Regions from separate parts of the Sus scrofa genome. Here all the other regions are linked to region 2. The links are chromatin contacts, called in public HiChIP or PLAC-seq maps. All regions are on one chromosome and are shown on one strand. The core of a region is the stretch at or near the end of the contact, and the rest is flanking DNA. Distances in the headings are between cores, read along the strand shown. Region 1 has its middle 62 kb from the start of C3H2orf40. Region 2 has its middle 110 kb from the start of NCK2. Region 3 has its middle 58 kb from the start of NCK2.

Region 1 (3,519 bases), core at 607-3,106, 180 kb after region 2:
TGTGTATATATATATATATATACACACATGTACATATATACACACATACACATATCAAGCATATCTGCTTAAGATACTTGGCCTAATTCACTTGTGTTTGGCAGTGAACTTTAACAGCTATTGCTCAGTGGGAGTGGCCTTGGTACTTACTGAGCAGAGCTCAAGTTTCTAGAGAATGTTTAGGGTAAGTGGGGGTGTCCCACTGACAGTGACAATATCAGCATCTTCTTACAAAGAGTGGAGCAAAGACAGGAAATGGCCTAACTGGGGGCCCACTCCAAGGGGGATTTGGAGGAGAGCATGAGGTTCAGCCTGTGAGGGGGGCATGGACCCACCTGCCAGCAGAGCTCTGAGCTGGATATCCCTTCACTGAGGGAATGAGTGGGCACTGTCACAGCCCCAGGTCATCGTCATCTGGAAGCCTAAGGTGTGGGCTGCTTCTGGGAGGAGCAGTGACCTTCAGGCAAGGCAGTCAGCCCCCAGGGAGGCCCTGCTCTGGCTCCGGGGATGCAGGCCTCAGTCTCTGGGGGAGAGCTTGAGCTTCCCTGGGGAGTAGTAACCTGAAGGCTGATGCGGAGTGCAGAAAGGGGCTCTATTGTCATGCATCACAGTTAGGAATCACCAGGTCATTTTAATCCTATGGGGTTTCAACATCTTCATTTGCAAAGATTATGTCTGTATTTTACAGAGAAATTATGAGCATCAGACAAGTACAGAAGCCCTTGCTAATAATACTCTAGGCATCAAGAAGCCCACTGATCTGTCCAGGCTTGTAGTGTCCTGGTCAGCGGTTGCCAACCCTATGGACTATCACAGTCACCCGAGTCAGGAGTAGACACTTTCCAAGCCGTCTCCAGAGTGTCTGATGCCACAGGTCTAGGGAGGAGCCTGAGAATCTTATGGCTCAAGAGATAATTTGTTAGTGTGTATTATAATTTAATATATGTAGAGGTTCTGTTTCTCCAAAGGACCCTAACACACAGCTGCATGTGCAACCCTAACTGAGCCAAAAGGCAGGCTAAGCAGAGCAAGAGGGATGTGGTCCCTGCTGCTCACGTTTAGAAAGGAGAGAAGGGAGTTCCCGTCGTGACTCAGTGGTTAACAAACCTGACTAGTATCCGTGAGGACGCAGGATTGATCCCTGCCCTCGCTCAGTGGGTTAAGGATCTGGTGTTGCTGTCAGCTGTTGTGTACACGTGGCTCAGATCCCACATTGCTGTGTCTGAGGTGTAGGCTGGCAGCTATAGCTCCGATTTGACCCCTAGCCTGGCAACATCCATTTGCCATGGGTGCGGCCCTAAAAAGACACATACACACACAAAGGAGAGAAGGCAGCGGGCAGCTGTTCTTAGAAACATGGGGGTGGTTGTAGGGGCACATGGGAGCGGGGATCATTCTGGTCTGGGGGAGCCCAGAACAACGGTACAACCATGACCCCGGTCATTCTGATGTTCTCAGTCTGATCAGCAGAGATGGTCCCAGGCCGGGTAGGCAGCTGGTCTGCAGCCCTGGGAGCAATGTGATGGGACTGCAGCCTCTGCCGGCCCCTCTGCTGACGTCAGACCCGGCCTGCAGCCCAGCCTCGCTGTCGCCGACCTCTGCCCTGAAGCTTCTCCCTCCCGTTTTGTTTCCTTGCTTTGTCCCTATAATCAGCCTGATTTCCAGTCTTCCAACATCACAAGGCCTCTTCCACCACCCATGGTTCCTCGGCAGTTCTGTTTTCAGACAAAAGCCCGGGACGCTTGCCCAGGGTCCATTACATTGAAAGCCCCGCCTCCAGCAGCACCTGCTACTCCTCTGACCCAGCCCCTGATTCTGCAAGACTCTATAGTTTTCCCTGGTGCAGATTCCAAGCAGGCCAAGAGCTGGGGTTTGGCTGATCAGAGGCTCCCGGGAACCCTGCCAATGGGAGGCAGTGGGGTGTCTTGTAACCTCAGAGGCGACATCTTTCAGAACCATCACAGGCTAACCTTGGCGGCGCTTGAAGCCATTTGGAGATTAGGAGCCGCTGTCCACTGGAGAGGACACTATTGACACCGAGCCCCCTCTGCTGGGCCTGTTTGGGACAAGTTGGGCTTTGTGTCCTTCTATCAAAAGGAAGTTTACCAAAAGGCGTCACCAGGAGCAAAGGGCAGCCGTTTCCTCCAGGGAAAGCAGCGCGGTTCAGTGAGAGCCTTTTGTCCAGATCCACAAGCGAGGAACCGGGGAGCCTGTGGGTCCCTGTCCTGCTCAGCAGGAACCAAGTACGGAATGCGAGCTGGGCGAGGCTGGGGCCCTCGTTCCGGGGCCGGCCTGGCTCCTGGATGGACTCCAGCGGCAGGACAGTTCAGGTCTGTGGAACGAGAGGCAGCATCTTTGCTCCTTCCTTCCAGGTCCACTGCCTCGAGGGTGGATCCCTTCTCCTGGCCCTTCAAGCTTGTGGTTTATGGGAGCCCTGGTGTCAGTATCACCGAGCACACACTGGGCCTGACCCTGTCACTTCCTCCTCAGTGTCCCCTGCCCCCAGCAGCTGTGGCCTGGTGCTGGGCAGGAAATCAGGGTGATTGAGGGGCACCAGCTTTCTGTCCACTGGCCGCAGTGGGGGGCCCAGCCAAGGACTCCGAGGCCCTGGAAGAGGGGGAGCCACAGATGAAGGAGTCTGGTTTCTATGTGACATGTGCAGCCCAGGCCCTGGGCCCTTAGCCACCGACTGCCCTGGACTGTGAGCCGAGTGGTAAATAAGCCTGATTGTGTCAGTCTGCTGCCCCCCAGGGGCCGTATCTCAGGAATTAGACTACCCGCCCTAAAGGTGGTGACAAGACCCAGGTCCACGTTGATGCAGGGATCATGCGGCTTAAGGGGAGGGGCTCCCAGCACCCACCCATCCTGGGAAGTACCCTGGAGCCCTGGGTGTCCTAGTTCCTCACTGCCTGGGCCTCTCCCCACACTCAGGCTCCGGAAGATATCCCTATGTTTCCAGCGCTTGCATCCCCCTCCTTTGCTTTCTTGCTCCCTCCCCCTCCCCCTTGGAGCAGGGCAGAAGTTGTCATTTATATTTTGCATATCTTTCAGGGCTCAGAGTGTAACTTTCAATAGGTCAAAAGTATGGTGTCATCTGAAGCTTGAGTCAATACTGTCAAAGACATATTCCATGAGTTCCCATCATGGACTCAGTGGATGGCAAACCCAGCTAGCATCCATGAAGATGCAGGTTTGATCCCTGGCCTTGCTCAGTGGGTTAAGGATCCAGTGTTGCTCTGAGTTGTGGTGTACGTTGAAGACACGGCTTGGATCCCAAGTTGCTGTGGCTGTGGTGTAGGCCTGTAGCTAACAGCTCTGATCGGACCCCAAGCCTGGGAACCTCCATATGACACAGGTGCGGCCCTAAAAAGACCCCCCCCCAAAATACCCAAAAACCTATTACATCTGTAACAGGAGAACCTGCAGAATAAAAATGGTGGTTTAGAAAGCCATTTAAGGAACTGGCTATGCATATAGGTATTTTGAAAAACAGGATGCAGAATAAGCAGAATAAGGTTT
Region 2 (3,598 bases), core at 1,057-3,556:
TGGCTTTGGTGAATAATGTTGCTGTTATCATGTCAACTGAGTTGTGAGTGAAGCTAGGTAAGAATTTGAATAGTATTTTTAAAAACTCATTTGTTTAGCCAAATGGGACATGGAGTGACTGAGCTCACAGGACCACTAGGAGGGGGTCAGTCCCCTTCCCGAGCCTCTGCTCTCAGTCATGGCCGTTGACTCATCACTGGCCTGGTCCCAGTTTTCTCATGGGAACGATCCCAGGAGGGAGTTGTCTGGGGGAGGCTTCCTCCAAGGGCTGCTCACCAGGCTCCCACAGAGTTTTGTGCAAGGCCAGCACATGCCAGAATCCACTGGACACATTGCAGAGATGTGGTTACACTTGCCAGCCAGGAGTGTTGAGAACGGTCAGACCAAAGTTTTCACAGGTGACATTTTGATATGAAATTCTCCCTGTGTCTGTACTGTGATCCCAGGCCCTGTACTGGTGGGTTTGGGTAAATATCCCCCCCTCCTCCCCTCTCTCTTTCTCTCCCCACCCCAGCAAAGCCAGGGCAGAGTTCTAGCAATGGTCCTCAACCCCTCACATGCATGTAGCCCTGCGTTGTCAAGTTTGGACTTGAATGTGATTGGCAGTTCCATCTCCTCTAAACCCCACTTATAAACAGCCCGTGGTGATTACAGCAAGCAAAATCTTATATTACTTGCTGGTCAGGTCAAATAGGAACCAAAGCAAAAAGGCGATATTACTCTAAATAAGTCAGCCAAGATGTCCCAGAAACAGATGCCTGTTTGTTGAGCACTGACTCAGGCTTAGGAGTGAGGGTTTGGAAGACTTGGTTAAATCCAGTCAAGGCTTAAGTACAAGGTCTGGGGGGCAAAGAGCCTCTGAGCTAATGCCCATGGGGCCTCCGTGGACTCTGAATCCTCGCAGCCACTCTGCAGGGGAGTTTCATGCCCACGTGCGGTGAGTAAGTACCAGGTTCCTGGGGGTTAAAGGATTTGTCCAGGTTCACACCGCTGATAATCGGCAGAGCTGGGACTCCGCTGAATGCCAAAGCAATTCCTTTCCCACCCTGAAGCGAGCTCTACTGGATTTATAGAAATTAGGGAGAACTCACCGCTTGTGTTACATACACCAGTGGTTCTCAAAGTGTGGTCCGCGGACCAGCAGCATCGACACCACCTGGGAGGTGTTAGAAACGTGTGTCCCCAGCGCATTTGATGACAATGCTCTGGGGGTGGGCCTGATAGTCTGTGCTTTATGAAGAACCCCCTCATCGGGATTCCGCTGTCTGCTCAGGTGCGGGTGCCCTGCCTGATGGGGTCCCGCCGGGGGAGAGGTGGATCAGTCCATCCAGGTACCAGAGGTGGAGGGCCCAGAATGGTGAGGATGGGGCTGCATAGAGAAATGCAGATACTGCACAGACAGGATTTTGATCCCCAAGAGCCTTAGCTCATTTAAGACTGCATTGTGAGGTTCACACATGTGGCTGTGTTAACTCTGATCTAAATTTTAATTTAGCCAATTACCCTCCTCCTCCTTCCACACCCCAGCTGTCTCCACTTACAGTGGATGACCTCAGGCGTCTGGCATCTACTGAATAGACAGTACCTTCCATCTCTGAGGAATGCCGATTTCGTCATCAGCAGATACCTCCCCCCACCTCTTTTCCTGCGCTCACACACCCTGGAATTTTTGGACAAAGATTTGGTTCTTTCTGTGTATGGAGCTTGAGGCAGATTCCTAGCAAAGGACGGGGTGCAGAGGAATCGACCACCCAGGGAATCTGATTGGCACCGTTTGCCGACATCTCTCGGGCACCAGAAATGATGAGCTGGAGGGTTCGGATGTTTGAACAAGATTCAAAGGCAATTTTCAGGCAGCCTTATGTCAACATGGCTAAAACAGATGAATGGGGGGAGCTGACATTTCAAATCCTTAAAGATCTGATGGTCGTCCCTCCAGGACCCACTAAGGTATACACTGTCCCGCATAGAGTGACACCCCCCATTGAAGAATGCATGGAAGGGGCAGGATGAGGAGCAGGCGAGATGATGGGCAGAAAGTGCCAGGGGTAAAATTCAAAGGAGGGTGTCTTCTGGAGTCCCCTACGCCCACCCCCAGTGCTGGGGACTTCTTAGGTGTCAGGGGAGAGGAGAGGAAGCTGGGAGACAGTGACAGTCCTGCTGCCATGCTGGCTTCCAGGAATGCTTTGTTTCACCCCCTGTCACATGTTTGCCAGTGTCACTGTGGCGTTGCTGTAATCACACAGGATGGGTGAAAATAGCCGTGCTAGAGTCACCATGAACTGGAGGCTTTGTGTGAGGCTGGTCAGCGAGCCTGACTCAGCAGGAGCTGCCTGTGTGTTGAGGGGGCGGGAGCCCTCGATAGGCACCCTCAGGCCCTGTGCCAACTAGATAATCGGGCAGAGCCTGAGGCACAGGGTGGGACCTGCCTCTCCAGCTGCTGACCTGGCCGTGGGGGGCATGCCCCCCCCCGCCCCCAGCTTGCTTCTCCCTGAAGGGCTGCTATGGAAACACACTTCCAGTGCCTACAGCCCCGGCTCAGCCTCAGCTATGGTATAAATATCTAGCCTGGTTATTTGAGAACCAGGGTAAGAGGTAGGGCATCTCAGATTTCCACAAAGTCTTTACAAGCCACCTCAGCGTGTGGATTTATTGGATCAATAACATCCCCGATGTTATCCTATTTCAGCAAAAAGAAGGGCATTTAGGAGTGTCTGTCTTGGCACAGCGGAAACGAATCTGACTAGGAACCGTGAGGTTGCGGGTTCCATCCCTGGCCTTGCTCAGTGGGTTAAGGATCTGGTGTTGCCATGAGCTGTGGTGTAGGTTGCAGACGCGGCTCGGATCCCATGTTGCTGTGGCTGTAGTGTAGGCCGGTAGCTGTAGCTTCAATTAGACCCCTAGCCTGGGAACCTCCATATGTTGCTGGTGTGGCCCCAAAAAAAGACAAAAAAAAAGGGGGCATTTAACACTCACTGAGTGCCCAGCATTGGAGACACATGTGTGCTCCCAAGTTTCACCATCCTGACATACACACTAAACCCTGTGACATAGTTTTATTATCCCTGGCTATAAGAAAGAAACAGGGATGCTGAGAAGTGTCTGGGTCCCTAGAGGCAAGAATGTGAGCCAGGAATGCCTGCTCTCCCCATGTTGGGCTAGACATCGGGAAGTTCTGCCCATTTCCTTTGGGACTTTCTCACCCCAACTTTTCCCCAGACCTGGCCCCACCAGCTGCTTTTTACCATGTGCCCAGAATGCAGGGCAGCCCTGCCCTCCAGAGCTGGGCTGGGAACCAAGCTTCGCATCTCTTGGCCTTGCTCAGAAGTAGTTCTCGCCTGGCAGTAAATGCACTGCTGTCATTTTGGATTCATCTGTGAACTGGCTTGTTTCAAATGCAATAAGAAGTTAAATCACAAATGTGTAAGCAAAGGTAGGAAGATGATAACAGCTGACGCTCAGGACGGAGCATCACGAGCAGTTCATGTAAACTGAAAACCCAACATTTATGTGATTTTTTTTTTTTCCTTTTTAGGGCTGCACCTGTAGCATATGGAAGTTCCCAGGCTAGGGGTCGAATTGGAGCTACAGCTGCCAG
Region 3 (3,762 bases), core at 48-2,547, 170 kb after region 2:
CGGGTTTAGTTCCCACCCAGGGTGGGGGCCCCGTCTCAGCTAGCATTTAGGTTCGGACTGTCCTGTGAATGTGCCACAGGAGGTGAGTTTCCTGTGGCAGCGCAGGTGGGAGGGGAAGGCAGGGAAATGGGGAGCATCACATCTGCCATACCTCAGGCCTCGCCCTGAGCCTCCTGCACCCATGGGAGGCCACAGAAGCCGAGGGAAACTTGTCCCTGCCCGGGGCAGTGAGGCCGGGGGCATAGGCATCAGCAAGGATGGCCTCACTGGAAGGAGGTGATGGGTCTGCAGCCGGGAGCGGAGGGGGAGGTAGTGGGTCCGTGGGGTGCTGAGGGGGAGATGATGGGTCCGCCAGAGAGGAAGGGGAGGTGATATGTCCTCTGGAGTGGAGGAGGAGGTGATGGGTCTGCCAGGAGCTAAGGAGACAGCCCTGGGGCCAGGCGCAGTCACCCAGTGCTTCCATCAGGAATTGGTGAGACAGGGCTGGAGGCCTGGCACTGATGAGGAGGTCAAAGCTGATGTCCCTGGGACTGTCACAAAGTAGGGAACTCAGGCTGGTGGAATTGGAACAGAGGCTGTGCTTTCAGGCTGTTGGCACAGTGTTGGTTAAAGGTCCTCTCCAGCTCCTGCAGAAGGTGAGATGCCAAGACCTGGGATGTACCTTGCAAGCTGGTGTCTCAGACTGGAGTCCGACCCTTGGTCGTGGCCCCCACAGCTGCCCAGGCATGACCCTCACGTCACGCCCACACCTCCTAGGTTATTTCTGAACATGGGGTGCTGACCTCTTGGCGGCAGTCAAGGAGCATAAGCAATAACATCCAGAAATCCCACCGCTTTGGAAGGGGGCAAAGTTTTCTCCAGGAATGCCAGAGAACCAAGGCACTGGGCTGCCCCACACAGATCTTTGCACGCGATGACAATGGAAAAAGAGGTAAATGCATTAAAATTATTCACTTGGTTTAAAGTCATTGCAGTATCTTGGAACCTGGCTTTGCCTCTCTTTAGCTTCAGACTTTCAAGGGTCTTTGTCTGAGAAACCACTTAAAATGCACTCTGATTTGATCAGCTTTCCTCTGGGTGCGACACCCAGAGGCCAGGCAACTAAGCACATGGCGGAACCTGGAGCCTCTCCCTCCTGGGCCAGCCGTGCTCTCTGTGACCCCGGCCCCTTATGCAGGCAAGTGTGACACAAAGACCTCTCTCAGAGCCGTTTCTCTCTGTCCCTAGAGGTCCCTGGGCTGAGTCCCTGGGTAGCAACGGAAGCCACAGCTAAAGGCAGTGATACAATCGGGCTATTGTGTGAGCTGTGTCATCGGGAGGGCAGCAGGGGCCCAGGACTGAGTCACCAGGCACACCTGCCACGCCAGCCTTCAGGGCTCGGGGCGGGCGGCGCTTCCTGGCTGCCCTGGGCCTCCTTCTCTATCCCTGGCCCCTCCACGGGGCCACCTCTTCTGCCTCCTGCTGCCCCCGCCTCATCTTTCCTGGCTTTGCCTTCTCCCCACCAATGCCGCCGTCCTGAGCCCAGGCCCCCCCCAACAGCAGCCCCGCCCACCTTGTGCATGAGTTTGTCACACCCAGAACTGGCTGTGTACATGGGAGGCTCACCCCACCCAGGGTTGGAGGTCATGTCCAGGACTCAGGGTATCAGAGAGGACTTCCTTCGGGCCATTCCGGAAAACTTCCAACTGAAGCGTTTCTAGCCAGATGGAGAGGCTGGGCAGCTGGGCAGTTCCCAACGTATGAAGGCTGGGGCAGCCAAGCTTGGGTCTTTTTTTTTTTTTTTTTTCTTTTTAGGGCCCATGTGGCATATGGACGTTCCCAAGCTCTGGGTCAAATCGGAGCTGCAGCTGCCAGCCTACACCACAGCCACAACAACACAGGATGTGAGCTGCATCTGCGACCTCCATCGAGGCTAATGACAAGGATCCTCGACCCACTGAGTGAGGCCAGGGCTGGAACCTGCACCCTCACGGATTGTAGTCGGGTTAGTTAAACACTGAGCCACGATGGGAACGTCTCAAGCTGGGATCTTAAGTGGAGCCCAAAGGTGACAGTCACGGAAGCAGCAATGGTGGAGAGACAGACGGGGCAAGCCCTGGGGAACCAGTGCTGTCGCAGGGTTTAAACCCGGAGCAAATCTGGTAACACACTGATGTCCAAGAGGGGAAATCAAGCCGGAGAGGGCAGGGCCCAGCGAGGCCTGGCTGACAGGGACCGAGGATGAGTGGGGCCAGGAGGGTGGCCAGATGGCCAGGGGCAAGTTGCAGAAAGATACGAGAATGCTCTTGGGTTGGGGGGCGGGGCAGCTTTGAATTGAGCTCACAGCCACCACTAGCTGCTTGCAGCTCTCCAGACTTGAGATGGGGTGAGTCCAAATGTGCTTGGTCTAAAATACATACCTTATGGTGAAGACACCAAAAAGCACGAGATACTTCATTAGTGAGTTTTTGTATCGCTAATATGTTGAAATGGAGATGTATCAGATCTTTTGGGTTAAAGAAAATGCACTGTTAAAATTAATTCCCACCACTTCCTTTTTACTGTTTAAACTGTGTCTGTTAGAAAATTTAAAATGACATAATTGGGTCGCATTCTCTTTCATGGGACAGAGTTGCTCTGGGCTGTTTATTCGCCTGAATTCCCCGGATCCCTCAGCCGGGTCCCTTTATCTCCTCGAGCTGTTTTCCTCGGACCGCAGAGTGGCCATGGCCGGAGTGGGGCGCTGGAGAATAGGAACAGGGTGAAAACAGAGCAGCTCCCGAGGATAAGGTGCCCTTACTACCAGATTTATTAGGGGGTTGGGCAGTAATTTTCAGAACGTCTTCCAAAATGGAGAGAAGAGACAAGAAAATTACAGAACATACAAGATGAACTAGCAGTCAACTCTGAGGAGTTCTCACCCCCAGGAAAGGGGAGAAAACGGCTGGCAGAAAATGATGCCAAGTCCAGGGAGCCAGGGTGGGGAGACAGGAAGCTAAGGCCAAATCTATCAGAGCAGGAAGTCGATAGAAAATGTCAGTATTACCGCATTAGGCAGATATTTCATGCAGATGTAGCTGCTAAGTGCAGGTCTCTAGAGAAAGAGGAGGGGCTATGCAAATCAGCTGGTAGGGGCAATCACCCAGCCCAGTGTTTGGACTCTGAACCCTCTTTCTAATAACAGGAGATGTAATCCTAGCTGAAATAAAGACCTAAATGTGAACAGCAACGCTTTTAGAGGATGCCTTGAACAATGTTTTTATGCATTTGAAATGGAAAAAAAAATTTATAGAATGTTCAAATGCTGGAGAAAATAATAGACGAATGCAACTCTGTTAAAAAGAAGGATTTCCATTTCTCAAAAGACACAATACTGAGACTCTAAAGATGAGTCATGAATTGGGAGGAAAAATGTCAACGCATCCTTGATAATAAGATTAAAAAGGAAAAGAGAAGGATACTCAATTAAAAAAGGGCAAAAGGTATGGAGAGGCAACACATAGAAGGGACCCCATGAGGATGGTTATCCGTGCAGGGGAGAGGGAAATGCAGACTGGAAACAATTTCTGATTGTGTTTCATACCCGCAGACAGTCAGTCTGTGCTGCCTGTCAGTGTGGGCTCCTGCTGGGAATGTAAATCAGTACTTCCTCCTTGTGGAACAAATCCTGGGTATTGAAGCATGTTGAATGGAAGCCTAGTGGGTGGCAAGGAGTTCCTCTGCTAGAAGAATACCAGGAAATTCCAGCTAGGTGGAGAGATGGAAAGATGATGACAGATAGAT

What was found. HiChIP or PLAC-seq counts read pairs in DNA pulled down with a chosen protein or histone mark.
Region 1: a contact with region 2 is called in an H3K27ac HiChIP or PLAC-seq map of skeletal muscle, with 4 times the contacts expected there. The contact joins two enhancer-like sites. A contact is called at or near these places in 2 of 47 Hi-C or Micro-C datasets (embryonic fibroblasts and skeletal muscle) and 1 of 2 datasets of contacts at active chromatin or transcription factors (skeletal muscle).
Region 3: an H3K27ac HiChIP or PLAC-seq map of skeletal muscle shows a contact between it and region 2. The contact joins two enhancer-like sites. A contact is called at or near these places in 1 of 47 Hi-C or Micro-C datasets (embryonic fibroblasts) and 1 of 2 datasets of contacts at active chromatin or transcription factors (skeletal muscle).

What each region holds. Positions count from the first base shown.
Region 1 is chr3:49,031,763-49,035,281 of Sscrofa11.1, reverse strand. No RefSeq gene overlaps it. Among named protein-coding and RNA genes, the nearest start is that of C3H2orf40, 62 kb to the right of the region's middle. Within about 2 kb of position 1,856, at least 32 of the 83 cell types and tissues checked have an H3K27ac peak or open chromatin away from gene starts, as enhancers often do. A contact at or near this core is called in skeletal muscle, where this site is marked.
Region 2 is chr3:49,216,344-49,219,941 of Sscrofa11.1, reverse strand. It overlaps a transcript of NCK2 not described here. Among named protein-coding and RNA genes, the nearest start is that of NCK2, 110 kb to the right of the region's middle. Within about 2 kb of position 2,306, at least 23 of the 83 cell types and tissues checked have an H3K27ac peak or open chromatin away from gene starts, as enhancers often do. A contact at or near this core is called in skeletal muscle, where this site is marked.
Region 3 is chr3:49,049,701-49,053,462 of Sscrofa11.1, reverse strand. No RefSeq gene overlaps it. Among named protein-coding and RNA genes, the nearest start is that of NCK2, 58 kb to the left of the region's middle. Within about 2 kb of position 1,297, at least 25 of the 83 cell types and tissues checked have an H3K27ac peak or open chromatin away from gene starts, as enhancers often do. A contact at or near this core is called in skeletal muscle, where this site is marked.